Regions from separate parts of the Mus musculus genome. Here region 2 is linked to region 1. Evidence: chromatin contacts called from public Hi-C data. All regions are on one chromosome and are shown on one strand. The core of a region is the stretch at or near the end of the contact, and the rest is flanking DNA. Distances in the headings are between cores, read along the strand shown. Region 1 holds the start of Sulf1 (sulfatase 1). Region 2 has its middle 96 kb from the start of Gm17644.

The links. Hi-C and Micro-C count contacts between places; a contact is called where the count stands out from the background.
Region 2: a Hi-C map of muscle stem cells shows a contact between it and region 1, with 2.5 times the contacts expected there. The contact joins the enhancer-like site here to the promoter of Sulf1 in region 1. A contact is called at or near these places in 6 of 484 Hi-C or Micro-C datasets (embryonic stem cells, muscle stem cells and nephron progenitors) and 1 of 115 datasets of contacts at active chromatin or transcription factors (embryonic stem cells).

The regions. Positions count from the first base shown.
Region 1 is chr1:12,688,696-12,695,567 of GRCm38.p6, forward strand. It overlaps Sulf1 (sulfatase 1), which reads left to right and starts at 3,735. Exons shown (of 22, transcript NM_001198565.1): 1 at 3,735-3,989.
Region 2 is chr1:12,568,188-12,575,059 of GRCm38.p6, forward strand. No RefSeq gene overlaps it. Among named protein-coding and RNA genes, the nearest start is that of Gm17644, 96 kb to the right of the region's middle. Within about 2 kb of position 3,989, at least 23 of the 459 cell types and tissues checked have an H3K27ac peak or open chromatin away from gene starts, as enhancers often do. A contact at or near this core is called in muscle stem cells, where this site is marked.

The DNA.
Region 1 (6,872 bases), core at 2,485-4,984:
AATCAGATCCGTTGAAATCAGAGTTTCATGAAGTTGGATGCCACCAAAGGGGTGCTGGGAACTGGATCCGGGTCCTCTGCGAGAGCAGCCAGTGCTCTTACTGCTGAACCATCTCTCCATATCTCTTAATGAAAAGTTAGGCTTACTTTTTTACTAATTGAGCTATGTCTAAAGAAGTCAAGTAAACATAAATTGGGAATATCCCTGGCTTGCTGAGTTGTCACAATTGGAAGCATTGTTGGGAGGCCTTTTCCTTCTCCTTAACCAACACCCACCCCCCAGCCCCATCACACAACCTGATTCTTTAGACTATAGCTGCATGGTTCACCTGCAGCACTGTCTCTGAGCTGAACTGCTCCACAGATGTCACCTCCCTCTACACTCGGGCCATCTCTCTCAGCCTCCCTGATTACTGGGTTGGTATTCTTGGCCAAGTGGCATCATCAGGGGAAAAGACACAGGATGCTTTGAGTGTACCAAATCCTCATACCAGGCCCCTCCCCTCTCCTCCCCTTCCCTCCCCTCTCCTCCCCTTCCCTCCTCTCCCCTCCCCTCCCCTTGGTAAACCTTCATGCTGGCTTTGTTCTCTTTTTCTGAAGCATGACAAACAAGTGGTTTTTCTTTTTTGCTTTAATGGTTCTTTCAACAAAAAGGGGTAGTGTAGGGCTTTCTGATAGGTGTTTCTGTTTAATGAGGTTTTTATTATACTGTATTGGTTTCCCTGAAAAGAAATTATGAGCAGCAAACAGCTGATAATGGAACAAGAAGGGGAAGAAACAATAAGCAAAGGAGGCAAACATTAATGCAGCAGCAGACGCATTTGCTGAAGCCGAGGGATTAAAAGCCACTTCCCTTCTCCCTTGGCCACCATTGTGCTAGCAAAAAAGTGAGTGTGGGCCCTCATGTGCCAATTGCATGTGTGTGAGAGATATGGCTATAGATACAGACTCAGCTAAACTACCATCTGTGGAGGAAGAAGGGTGGAGAGCCCCGTCTAGACAAAGATGAGTGAAGCTAGGAGTGCTGGGTTTACAAGGGCTGGTCGGTTACCATGGAAACTAATTGGAGCTAATAAGTAAAGGGACATTTTAACTGTGGGAACAGAATAGGAGGGGCCATTCTTCAATATCACCGTTACCTATTAATCTTTCATTTTAGGAGCGTCCTGCCTCAGTTTCTAGGATGAAGCAATTCATTCTGCAAAGAGCTCCTCCATCCTGCCCCGTCTGACTTTACAATGCTGGATATCATCGTTTTAAAATACAATGTATTTTAAGTTTAGATCTTTCAAGGCAGATTCAACTTCACTCCTTTTCCCTTAAAAAAATAAACTGTTTGCAGATGGCAAGGCGAAAGCAAGGAAAGTAATGGAAACTTCTTAACTTCTAAACCGACACAGCAGAGCAGGGAGGCAGGGAGGCAGGGAGGCAGGGAGGCAGGGAGGCAGGGAGGCAGGGAGGCAGGGAGGCAGGGAGGCAGGCTGCAGAGGGAGGGGAGCCAGGACGTAGCCTGCAGCACCAGCCTCAGGCTTGGACTTGAGCTGATTTTCCCCATCAACAACATTTCAGAACAAGGAAAAAAAATGCATCTTTGTGGACTAGTTTTACAGTCCACCTGAAAGATGGCACGCCCTGCCACTATGCAGAACACAAGACAAGCATGGACCAGGGTCTGTAGCAGCCTTGTAATTTTCACTTTAAAACAAGTTTTAAATGGGACGAATGGGTGAAATGATCAAGAAAAGAGAAGTAATAGCTGAAATTTAATGAAAAGGTCTACAGTGGAGTGTAGACTGAAACGTTCGCATTGAAAAGCGTTTCAAACAATAATGTAAGTCAGAGACGACCCCCAGGGAAATGTCCCATGAAGGGAAGTTACAGGCACAGGGTGGATGAAACATATTGATTTAACACCTTTACAGTTTCTTAAGTTTTACTTTTGTAACTCAACTTACAGTTTAAGAGATTGCAAACTGGCTTAATAATGTCTCCGGGGTCTTTTCCATCTACACAGTTGAGGCAATGCAGAGTTCCAGACTGAGGTCTGGTGGATTAACTATTACCCACTCCTCCAAAAACAAGACAGAATAAAATTGCTCGACAGTAATTGGCACTATTAAATTTTTATGGTCCCCAGGGAAGCCTTAGGCCTGTCCTGCCAATTGCATTGTTGACAATGTCTGTGTTGCTTGTTTCTGGATGTGGGTGCTCAGGAGTCAGGGGTAGCTTAGTGAACTTGTGATACATAGTAAAGCAGACACCTCATAATCACTCTGGGAAGATAATAAGCAAACGAAGTCAAAGCTCCCACCTCCCCATCCTACTCTCCTTGCCTCCTCCTGATGACCCCGTGGGAGAGAGATCACTTCACAGAAACCCTCTCCTGTCCTCTGTGCTTTGGAAACTTGCACCAGAAGCAACTGTAAGCATCCTTATATAACATCACAGAACCTTGCGAGACAACAACAACAAGAAAGCCAATCAGCCAATGCTGCTTGTAACTGAAAAAATTATTTTCATGACATTGATATGCCAAACACAGCTACCTATCGGTAATCTGGATCTTTTAGGCTTTAGGGAAGTTTAACCCCCTCCCCCACCCTCCCCCACCCTCCCCCACCCTCCCCCACCCTCCCCCACCCCATAAATGATTGGTTTTCTCACCACAAACCTCAAAAGGTGTAATAGTTAAATGTTAGCTTCCAACAGGCACAGTTAGGCAGTAGATGGTATTTAAAATTCCTCTTTACTCTTTAAGATTATCCAAATTCCTTGGATGTCTCATGGAATTTTTGAAAGAATAAGATTTTTTTTAAGTAATGAATTTATTTCTCAATATCTTCTTATATGTAAAAAAAATCTAACACTTTTCTGAATCAGGTTATTAATGTAAATACTTTTATAAATACAATTCAGAAAACTGCATTTTGAAAAAAGTACACAAGAAGGATGTATTTAAACAACCCCAAACTGAAAATATTTCAAAGCAAAATTATTAATGAGACGCTTGAGTTACGCGGATGTAATAAGCACAATTAACTAGAAACCAATAAAAACAATTACTGGCAGAGTGTAGCCTTCTAGTACCAGGAGCTGTAATACCGAGATGGCTGTGGGTGTAGAAAGTGATTAAAAGCCACCTTTATCTAGGAAAGCATGAGTTGCTTTGGAGAAGTAGAGTGAAATGGTTTTCATTGACCGTCTCTCTGGTTTAGCCTGAGAGACACGTGAAGAGCCCAGTGAGAAAAAGAAGTTTCGGCTCAAAGCTGCGACACCACCCCCCAAGCCCTTTCAGGAATGTTTGAGGCGGCCGCCCCCAATCAAAGGGAGGCAGGAGTTTAGATTTCAAAATGTAGATGTCACATTTCAGTGCAAACTACTCCCACATTTAACACTTTATCAGCATGACAAGAAGAATCTTTTATCTCCCGTGGGGTGATGGGGGGAGCGGCTTGCTGAGGACATTGCCCTCAATAGATTAGCTGTAAAAGATTTTTAGTGTTCCTGGGCATCCCACCGAGAACCCCCTCCACCCACCCAGGAGCACAGAGACTTGTGAAAAGTAACGCACAACTGGCCACCAGAATAATTCATTCGCTCTACCTTCCCCGCCGCACCTCCCACTCCTCCTTTTGTAGCAGTTCTTTCTCTCCGAAAATCTCAGGTTACTTGGCTGGGGAGTTCTCCGACCTCCCCGTCCCTGCCCAGCCCTCCGCCTCCAATCCGTAAGAGACTCTCAGCCCCAGCAATTGGATTGGGCAGCCTGTCTTGACACAGCACTGTGCTGAGTGCTTGAGGACGTGTTTCAACAGATGGTTGGGGTTAGTGTGTGTCATCACATTCGAGTGGGGATTAAGAGAAGGAAGGCTGCCCTGCTGGAGCTGTGTGGTCTTCTCCAAGTGAGAGTTGCAGGCAAATCCAAGTACTTGGCTTTGGGAAAGAGGAGGAGGAATTCATTTGCAGCAGCCACAAGAAACGCAGTATTTTCAGGTAAAGTAAAAGACACCAAATCAATTCTCTCTCTCCTCTCCCTCTCCTCCTCTCCTCTCCTCTCCTCTCCTCTCCTCTCCTCTCCTCTCCTCTCCTCTCCTCTCCTCTCCTCTCCTCTCCTCTCCTCTCCTCTCCTTCTCTCTCTCTCTCTCTCTCTCTCTCTCTCTCTCTCTCTCTCTCTCTCTCTCTCTCTCGCCGTAGTTTGGAATGGAATGTAATGCTAGCCCAGCACACTTGTCAAAGCCGGTCCTCGCCGTTCCATCAATGCTGCTATTGTACGACTGACAGATAACAGTGCACATAGCTCTGGCTCGGCTGTCTTTGTAGCGCTAATGCTTCTCCTGCGTTGCTTTTGAAGGTGTAACGAAGATACTGTCTTCGGGAGCCCGGGTGCCTTGAGGTTCCCGTTATAGGCGCAGAAGAGTAGGTGTAGACTGCTCATCAAGGATGGGCAAGGCCAAGAAAGCGTTGATTTTAGCTCTCACCATTAAAGAGTTCACTTTAAACTGTTGCGTTCTTCTCAATAAGAAAAGATTCTTCTAAGCCGGCAGAGTCGGAAACGCTTTGTTAACCGAATTTGTGGAAGGTAGATTGCGTCGATTTGGGATGGAGCAAGAGTGGCTTTTAATCATTTCTGAAGACTAAGTCCGGGAACTCCTCAGGAGAAAAGGGCTGGCTCCCGTCGGTGCAGTCTTTGGGTCGGCTCTGAAACAAAAATACTTAGAGCTGGAAGCCAAGCAAAGAGGGGGGGTAGGGGGAAATGGCTCTCTAACGTAGCCCGGTTGCAGCTGCGGGGGAGCAGATGGATGTAATTCACTTGCAGATCTGTGTGTGAGTTTTACAAGTCAGGAAAAACTAAAGCAGCATAGCTAGGATGGATCATTAAAGTCGCTGCATTTATAGGCTTTAAACAGTGTTAATTAAATGTAAATAGATGTTCAGCCCCGGCTATAAACAAATAAACACAAAGATTTTAATTACAAGTTAGTCATTGGAAATTAATGGTCATGGGGTGCCGAGCAACAGTAAGTGAGTTGTCATCTGATGTGTGGCTAACTGCTCTGCCAAAATCACCCACCAGGATTTAATTGAATGGAATATAACAAGGGACATTACATGCAACATCTTATGTCGAAAAAAAAAAAAAGCCTTTCAAATCAGTGCCTTATTTTCTGAGGGATTAAGAAGGTATTTTTATTTTTCAAGTGTTTGAGCAAAATGGGTGAGTCTGGGTTACTTCTTGCACTGCATTCAGAGACTGACTCTTTCTGAGAAACCATATACCTGCACTGTGGAAGAACCTGGCCCTACAAGAATTGCAAATTGGATAGGGAAATCCAACTTGGTCCTTACTCTTTGCAGGTGAGAGATTTTTGTATACAACACTACATCTGGGATGTTTGCAAGTAGGAGCTATGTAATAGGTAGAGCAACAGGATGAATGCCTGGGACTCTGGTTTGACTCAAGGTCTCTAACATTCGGTTTCAGGGTTCAGTCTTACATTTTTGTGATCATACAGCTGACTTTCAAAGCTCGTTTTTTTTTAAAAAGTTAAAACAAAACCAGTATCCCAGTATGGTGCAGAGGTGTTTGTTTTTCAGAATGTCCTGGCCAAGGTTCGAACATCTTCAGGGAGAAGCATTCTCCCACCAGTGACTGAGCATTATCTGAGTCCCAATATTACATAACCAAAATGAAATAGGACTTAGTTCACAAGCTGACACCGTTTGTAATTCCATTCATTCCATATTAGTTTTACTGTGGAACTGAAGTTTCAAAAGTGAATAGGGAAAGGGAGACTAATATCTCCCACCATATCAGGATGGGAGCTCCTTACTGCATGGAGCAAGTTCAGAGCTTACCGACCAGGCCATTTGGTACCATTGTAGCATCATTTTGGGACAACATAAAGCCCTGCTGTTGGGCTGGCTTTCACCCAAGGAGATGTCCCACAGTGGTATTCTAACAAAGGCAAGGACAAAGTTCTGCCTATGAATGGAAGCCCCACATGGGCCCCAGGAGCCTATGCCTGGAGACTGATCACCAAGTTGGCTGCTCAGAAGGTAGATAATGTGGGAGATTCCCCTTCTCCCATCCCAAAGATTCACCTGTCCAAGGCAGCAGAGCACAAACAAGATACTGAGTGTTGGCACATAGTAAATTCACACCTTGAAGACACAAACTTATGTTTCTGTCTCCCTAACAAAGCAATGTAAAATAACTCAATGAACAGAAAACGCTAACTTAAAAGACAGAGACCACAGGCCAATCTCCATTTCTTGGCAAAATCTGGATCTACCTGGTCCAACTGGAAAACATTGAGAGACTTATTTGTGGTGACTTCTACATCCCTCAGTGTGACATTTGGTCTCTTCCTGACAAGACTAGGCTGCCAACACATGAGTCCCATCAGTGTTCTAACAGCTGTAGGAGAGTTTGAACACGTAGGGGTCTCTCTCAGGGAAAGAACCTGAGTGGGGTGAGGTTCTGTGTGTCCTGTAGCTGTGTCCTAGGTTTGAATCAAGGTGACATTTCTGAGATGTGAATGGAAAGCTTGATTAATGACAGTTACAAAATTCACTTTTATGATGAGGGTTAGGGAAATACATTTATTAGGGTACTGATAGATTGAATGGGGACCTCCATCAAGACACTAAAGTGAGTGCCTGTATCCTGTTTCCATCTGGGGAACTTAATGGGCCATCAGACAGATTGTTGTAACCATTTCAATTGTCATGGTTCAGCCAAGTGGCAAGTGTGACACTTTTCTTTTCCTAACTCCCTGCGCATAGAGTAAGGTTTCGGATTTGAAACTTCTGTTCTTTCAGTCTCAAAGGGGAATTTCCAATACTGAGTTGTGTATAATATTGGATGTCCCCAGC
Region 2 (6,872 bases), core at 2,739-5,238, 120 kb before region 1:
GCAACAAACTTGCCTAACTTCTAGTAGGCATTTAGTGAATAGCTGCTGCTTACTCTCCCTCAGTACTGTAAGGTACCATCTCCCCTCAGTCTGATATTTCTTAATCAAAGTAAAATAATATTTAAATCAGGAAGGAGCTAACTGTAGACCATGGATCATGTCTGACCCACTTCTTATTTTTATAAGGCAAACATATACTGGAGGGCAGCCCTGCCCCAGTGCCAGTTCTAAACATGGTGTAAGAGAATTTGATGAGTATGCAGAATCTACTGCACAGCTCCTGCATGCCTATTTCATTCTTACCAAATTATAGAAACATTGCACAACACTGACACCATTTAAAGCTTTGATCTGCATATATCCTGCCAACACCCTCTACCTTCAAATCACTGACAAATGCCAAATGACTGGAAAGAGATGGTCCAATATGTTAACCTAGGGCTTCCTTTCTCCTTTTTCATGTGGGCCTGTGGGTGGGAGTAGGTGTATGTGCTCTTGTGTGCATGCATGTGGAGGTCAGAGGAAATCTTAGGCATTTCTCTGTAAGGCAATCCACCTGCTTGGAGACAGTGTCACCTCAATTAGATGAATTATATGGCTATCAAACCCCAGTGATTCTGTTTCCACCTCTCCAGTGCTGCAATTACAGAGTCACTACCACAGTCAGCGCTTTCACATGAGCACTGGGTGATCAAACTCAGATCTTTTCACTTGCAAGACAAAGCTTTTGCTGACAATGAAATAAAAGATGGGTCATGACAAGCTTCCTTGCTTGTTTGTATTTCTTAGATTGGCATTGCCTTCTGTCTGCATTCAAAGCAAGTTCTGGTCCACGTGGAATGTGTAGCTTCCCTGAGCTGTCAGCTCCAGCCTTGAGAGGTGCAACACCACATTTAGCTCCTGCTCGCCCTGAGTGTCACTAGCTCCATGCCTCGCAGTGCTCATGGGACATCACAAGGACTATGCCAATGGTGCAGCAGGGAATGATGGGTACCTACACTACACATGTTGCCACTGCTCACATCCTCATCCATTCAAACCAAATCAGCGTTTGAAAATAAGATTATTAACGCCTTTGAAATGTGAGAGCAGAGCAGGAAAGCACTGGGTCCTTGTGGGTGTGAGCCCTGTGTGAGTTTACAGATCACATGGCCACGAAGCCACCTTTGATATCACAGTAAAAAGCAACAAAATGTGGGTTGTTGTGAATATTGCTGTTTTTGCATACATCGCAGCCAAACATTGGATGTCCGTGCAATTTAAGCATCTTCTTTCCAGGGGCTGAAACCTTCACCCCACATCTCTGATTATATTTATTCCCAGGTAAATATATTACAATATGTGTTACTACTACAAGATACAACCTTTCACATTAGTTTCTTTCTTTTTTTGTTACAACATGTGAATAAAATAAACTTTTGTGTAGTAATATTTTGACTCTATTAAATTCTCTAATTGGCCTTAATGAGTCTCTTGAATTCTCTTAGACTTTCTTGAGTTTTTAGATTTTATTACAAATTTGTAACTTTAATAACATATTGAGTGTTGTTTCTTTTTTTTAAATCCAGATGACTTTTTCTCTGGTCTTACCACAACTACCTTTTATCTCCAGTATAGTTATGACTGCTATTCCATTCCTAGGGTCAAAAGGAATTCTTCACACTTGTGCAGGACTTGCCATAGAGTTTGTCTCAATTACTTTGATCAAGTAAAAGAAAATCACTGATGGGCTATGAGAAGGCTTAGCAGATATGGGGCTTGCTGCCAAAACTGATGACCTGATTTAAATCCCCAACGCTCACAAAGTAAAAGAAAAGAATGAAACTCTACAAATTATCTCAGGACTGTGCATCTGTATACACATACACACTCACACACACACACATATACAAACACACATGGGGAAATAGCTGAAATTTAAAGAAAGGAAAAATCAGAGCTCTTCTCATGTTTCTGAGGGTTTTCATAGTGAAAGAATGCAGCATTTATCAGACGAATGTTCTGTATCTATTGAGATAACCAAATGTTTAGTGGTTTTACTGTGTGTTTATGGAATTACATAGGAGTTTTAAATGTTAAGCATCTTCATTTTCCTAGCAAACCTGTTGTGATTATATGCATTATGGTATATAGATATCTCACATGCATGCTCACAAAGAAAAATACACATATATGTATCTACATCACAATATTCATTTCCTGTGATATTCCTAAGTGGTTTTTTTTCTTATTTATTATTTTACTTGTATGGGTACTTTGCCTTCATGTATGTCTATGCACCAGGTACATACAATGCCTGCAGAAGGCAGAAGAAGGCATTGAGTTGCCTGTAACTGAAAGTTACAAATACATCTGGGCCTCGCAATGGATGCTGGGAATCAAACTTAAGTCCCCTGAAAGATCAACAATGCTCTGAACTGCTGAGCAATTGCTCCAGCATTTTCTAGCTCATAAAATGAGATGAGAAGAACTTTATCTAAATAGTATTTACTATTACCTGGAGCATGCTATAATATACAGGAACTGTTATATAAATAATATATATGTCATATATATGTATGCACACATATATACACATATACATATATACATATATGTATATACATACACATCATATATACACATATACATATATACATGTATGTATATACATGCACATCATATATGCACATATATGTATGTACATATATACATATATGCACACATACACTTATACATATATATATGCAAACATATATATATAACATATAAACACATATAATACATATATACAAAATGTAACATATGTTATATATACACGTATACGACAGATAATATAGTGTATGTGTGCACATGTGTGCATGCATAAGCATGAGATTATATGCAACTGTGTATGTATGTATCTATCTGTACTTCTGTGTGGAGATCTCAGTTTCCCCTCAAATGTCTTCGTCAATCACTCTCCACCTTACTTTTTAAGGTAAAATCTCTCCCTGAAGCTAAGCTTGGAAATTTGATGACATTAGTAACCTCTAGGCCCCAGGAATCTCCCCATTGCCTCCTCCTGATAGGAAGTGTCACTATGGCCAGCCTTTTAACACAGGTGTTGGTACTTTAATTCAGATCTAATGTTTGGGCAAAAAGCTTGTTGTTACCTGAGCCATTTCTGTAGCCTCTATGATATTTTTAACTCACAAGTCATGTGTTTACTGGTTTGCTTTTTTTAAGTTCAATATTTAGCAAGCTATTCTCCCTAGAAATTTTCCACTGCATTTAGGTTTTTTAATTATTGCATATCTGATGTTTTACTTCATTACAGTAAAATTATAATATTTTCATTTCTGTACAATTTTTAAATTAATAAATAGGAGCTAGGTGTTAAGGCAGAATTGCCATGAATTCAGTGCCAGTCTCAGATCCATGACAAATAGCAATCCAGCCTGGATTACAGATGAGACCCTGTCTGCAAAAGAAAAACAAATAAATAAATTGTACACAGTTATTACATAGAAAGTGAATATGATGCTTTTATATGTAAATCTAGTTAGACAGATATATAGACAGGCAGGCAGGCAGGTAGACAGATAAACATGGTTAAGTTTTCAAATGTGTAAAATATTTTTGATCCTATGAAAATATCATTATTCTCCTACTTATAAGCATATACATTTGAATTTTCCAAGATTATGACCCTTATTGACACATAACCTAGCTCCATAACTCTGCTCCCTTTGTCTCCCCATGGCAGAGACTCATAGGATTCAGTGAGCAAGCAAAAGAAAAGAGAGAAACCTCCAGGGTATACACGGTCTGAGTGCACTCTTCGTCATGAGGATCAAAATCGCCAAGAGTCCATGTCGCTTTAAGGAAAGATCAGCTCTCTGTAGAGGGTTGTTTCATCACTTTTTATTTCATCCTTTGAGTGACTTAATATCCCCAAAACAAATCTTGCCGCGCTGTGCTCAGAAAGTTTTCTTTCTTTCCTGAAATTTGAACCTTTCTAACCACGTAACAGTTGCTAAGCAATTTGGAATGGAGATTAGCATAGATCTGGGCAGCACAAGCAGTCCTTTGTGAGCAATAAACAGTCTACTTTTCATTTAAAAAAATTAATATCCATGTCTGTGATGCTCACTAAGACTGTTTTGAAAATAAGCTAGATCTAATCCTCTTCTTTTTAATTTCTTGGAGACTGGCACCACTTGATCTGATTATGTAATGTTAAAATTGTAAGTTTTATGAGCTGCGCACACAGCCTGGCAGTATTAAAGCATCCAGCAATTAATAAAGTACCCCTGACTCTGTCCCTTTTTAAATTTTTTTTATTTGTTTGTGTATAGGGGGCTGTTGGTATCAGCTCAGAGGACAATTTTCAGAAGGTCCAGGATCCAATCCAGGTTGTCAGTTTGACAGCAAGGACATTTCTCACCTGCAGGACCATGTCACCCAAGCTTCTACCTGTTGAAGGAGGTTCCAAGGTCAGGTAGACCAGGAAACCTTGAAGTAGAAATTAAGTTCTGTTACCTGAGACTTTTGAAAGTCAGTCTAATTGGTTTGTTTTCTTATAAATCAGCTCCCTGTTTGTTTCACAGAACCTTATACTTCCCACCAAGAATCTTCAGTTAAGACCAGGATTACCAGTCCCAGGAAAGCTTTCTCTAGACCATCATGTTCACTGTATACAAATCTACAGGATGGGTTCTCGGGCTCAAATTTACCAAAGGAAAGTTCCTGATGACCTCAGCTCCATGTCTAGGAGTGGAACAAGGTGAACAGCCTCCAGTGTCTTTCCCGGGATTACCTGCCTAGCATTCCATGAATTCCTCTCACGGCACTCACCCTGTGAATTCTCAAGCTTACCACAGTTTTCCACCTTAGCAACAAGCTTTTCTCTTTAGAAATATTTCTAGGCCTGGCCTAGCATAACCCCCCCCCCCCCCCCGGACACATCACTTGAGCTGTGGAACTTCAGTAACCACCAAGAAAAACTCATTCCTTCTAAGATGCAGACTGAGAGCTAAGAACACAGAGGGAAAAAAGGATTATTCCAAAGTGAGTTGCTAAAGACACCGTGGCTAGTATTTCACACGAACGCATACTGACATCACTGGAGTAGGTATAGATACTAAAATACCACACTTGGACAGTTGAGATCCTGCGACCAGTAATGGCTCTTCGTGCCTGTACTGACTACATTTTGTCAACATGACAAACCTAGTCATGCCAGGGGAAGGGAACCATAAATTGAGGACTTCCCCCCATCTGACTGGTGTATGGGCGTGTCTGTAGAGCATTTTATACATTACTATTAATTGATGTAGGTGAGTGGGACCATTGTGGGTGGTGGCAAGCCTGGGTAGCAAGGCACCTGGCTTGTCTATGAAAGATAGCTGAGCAAGCCAGGGGAAGCAAACCAGTATTTCTTCTTGGTTTCTGTTTACAACTCTTGCCTGGTGCTCCCGCTTTGGTTTCCCTCCTTGACAGCCTGTAAAGTGTGGGGTGTCATGACATAGAACCTTCTCTCCCCAGGTTGGTTTTTCCCAGAGTTTTATCACAGCAACAGAAAGACAAACTGGAACATGGAACAAGCCTGGCAACCTGAGTTTGATTCCCAGAACCCACAAAGGTAGAAGGAGAGAACTGACTCCACAAAGCTGTTACGTGGCCTCCACATATATGCACAAACACATGCACACACCATGTAAAACAGGCCTGCATGCAATGATTGATTAATTAGTAACCTTAAAATAAGTATCTTTTCAAACTTTGGGATTAAGCAGCTCAGCAGGATTTATGGAGCATAGGTTCTATAGATGACACTGGCCAGTTCTTGGGAAGAATATAAAATTCATATCCCAATAAGCTCATCACCTATTAAAGTGGTATAAGATATTCTATAATCACATTTTAAAGTACAGTGTGAGATTAGGAAGATATCTTAGAAGTGAGGTACCTTGCAAAGGCCCTGAATTTGACCCTCATTCTCTAGTAATTAATTAGAATTATTCTGGAGTCTACCACAAACTTACAACAAGAAAATGACATATACTTCTATACACTTTACAGCTCCTAGATTGTTGGGAGTTATTAAGACAACACAATTGTCCTGATTTCTGAATTGGGCCTCTCCCCCCAAGAAGAAAAGGGGGGGTCAAAAGCAGGTCACCGACATACCGCTCTGAGAACAACCACAGATTGTTCCAGCCCTAAGTCAGTGCCGGATGTCCTGACCACACCCTAATACCACCAAGTTCCTGCTTTCCTGTGTAGTCGCCCAAAGAGAAATTTCTGCTGCCCCATCCCTCCTGCTGAGAAGTACTTCCTCTTTTTCCTATCCCCATCACTCCTACTGAGAAGTGCTTCCTCCTTTGCTGTGTATTTCCACTGCCCCATTTCTCCTGCTGAGAAGTACTTCACCTTTTGTTTGTGCATTTAAGCCTTGAGCCTTGCTAATACAGTGACACCTTGATGCTAATCAGACTGTTTACATGTCGTTTCTCACACTTGGTATCCATCTAAGAACCCCATTTGGTTCTTAGGAGAAGGTCCCCTCGAGACCCTCAAATAACTGGACCTGCTGGACGGGTCACTAGATTTCAAACTTCCACCTTGAGGGAGAAGAGGGGATTAAATTGCTCCTAAAATAAATCACAAGCAAATGAAGTCATAGTAGCATCAGTGACCAGCTAACAGCCAAGGAGCAATATACAGGATCTTTCAGAAGGAACGGTGACCACAGGCTGGTCGGGCCACTGCTAAACATAGTATGATACCACTTGTTCAAACACACAAGTAAGGGATGCTAAAGCATGATTCTTTCACCTTTCTTCCACATTCTCTATTTTGACTAATAGTAGTGTGAAGTTGTTGTTGTTGTTGTTTAGAGACATAGT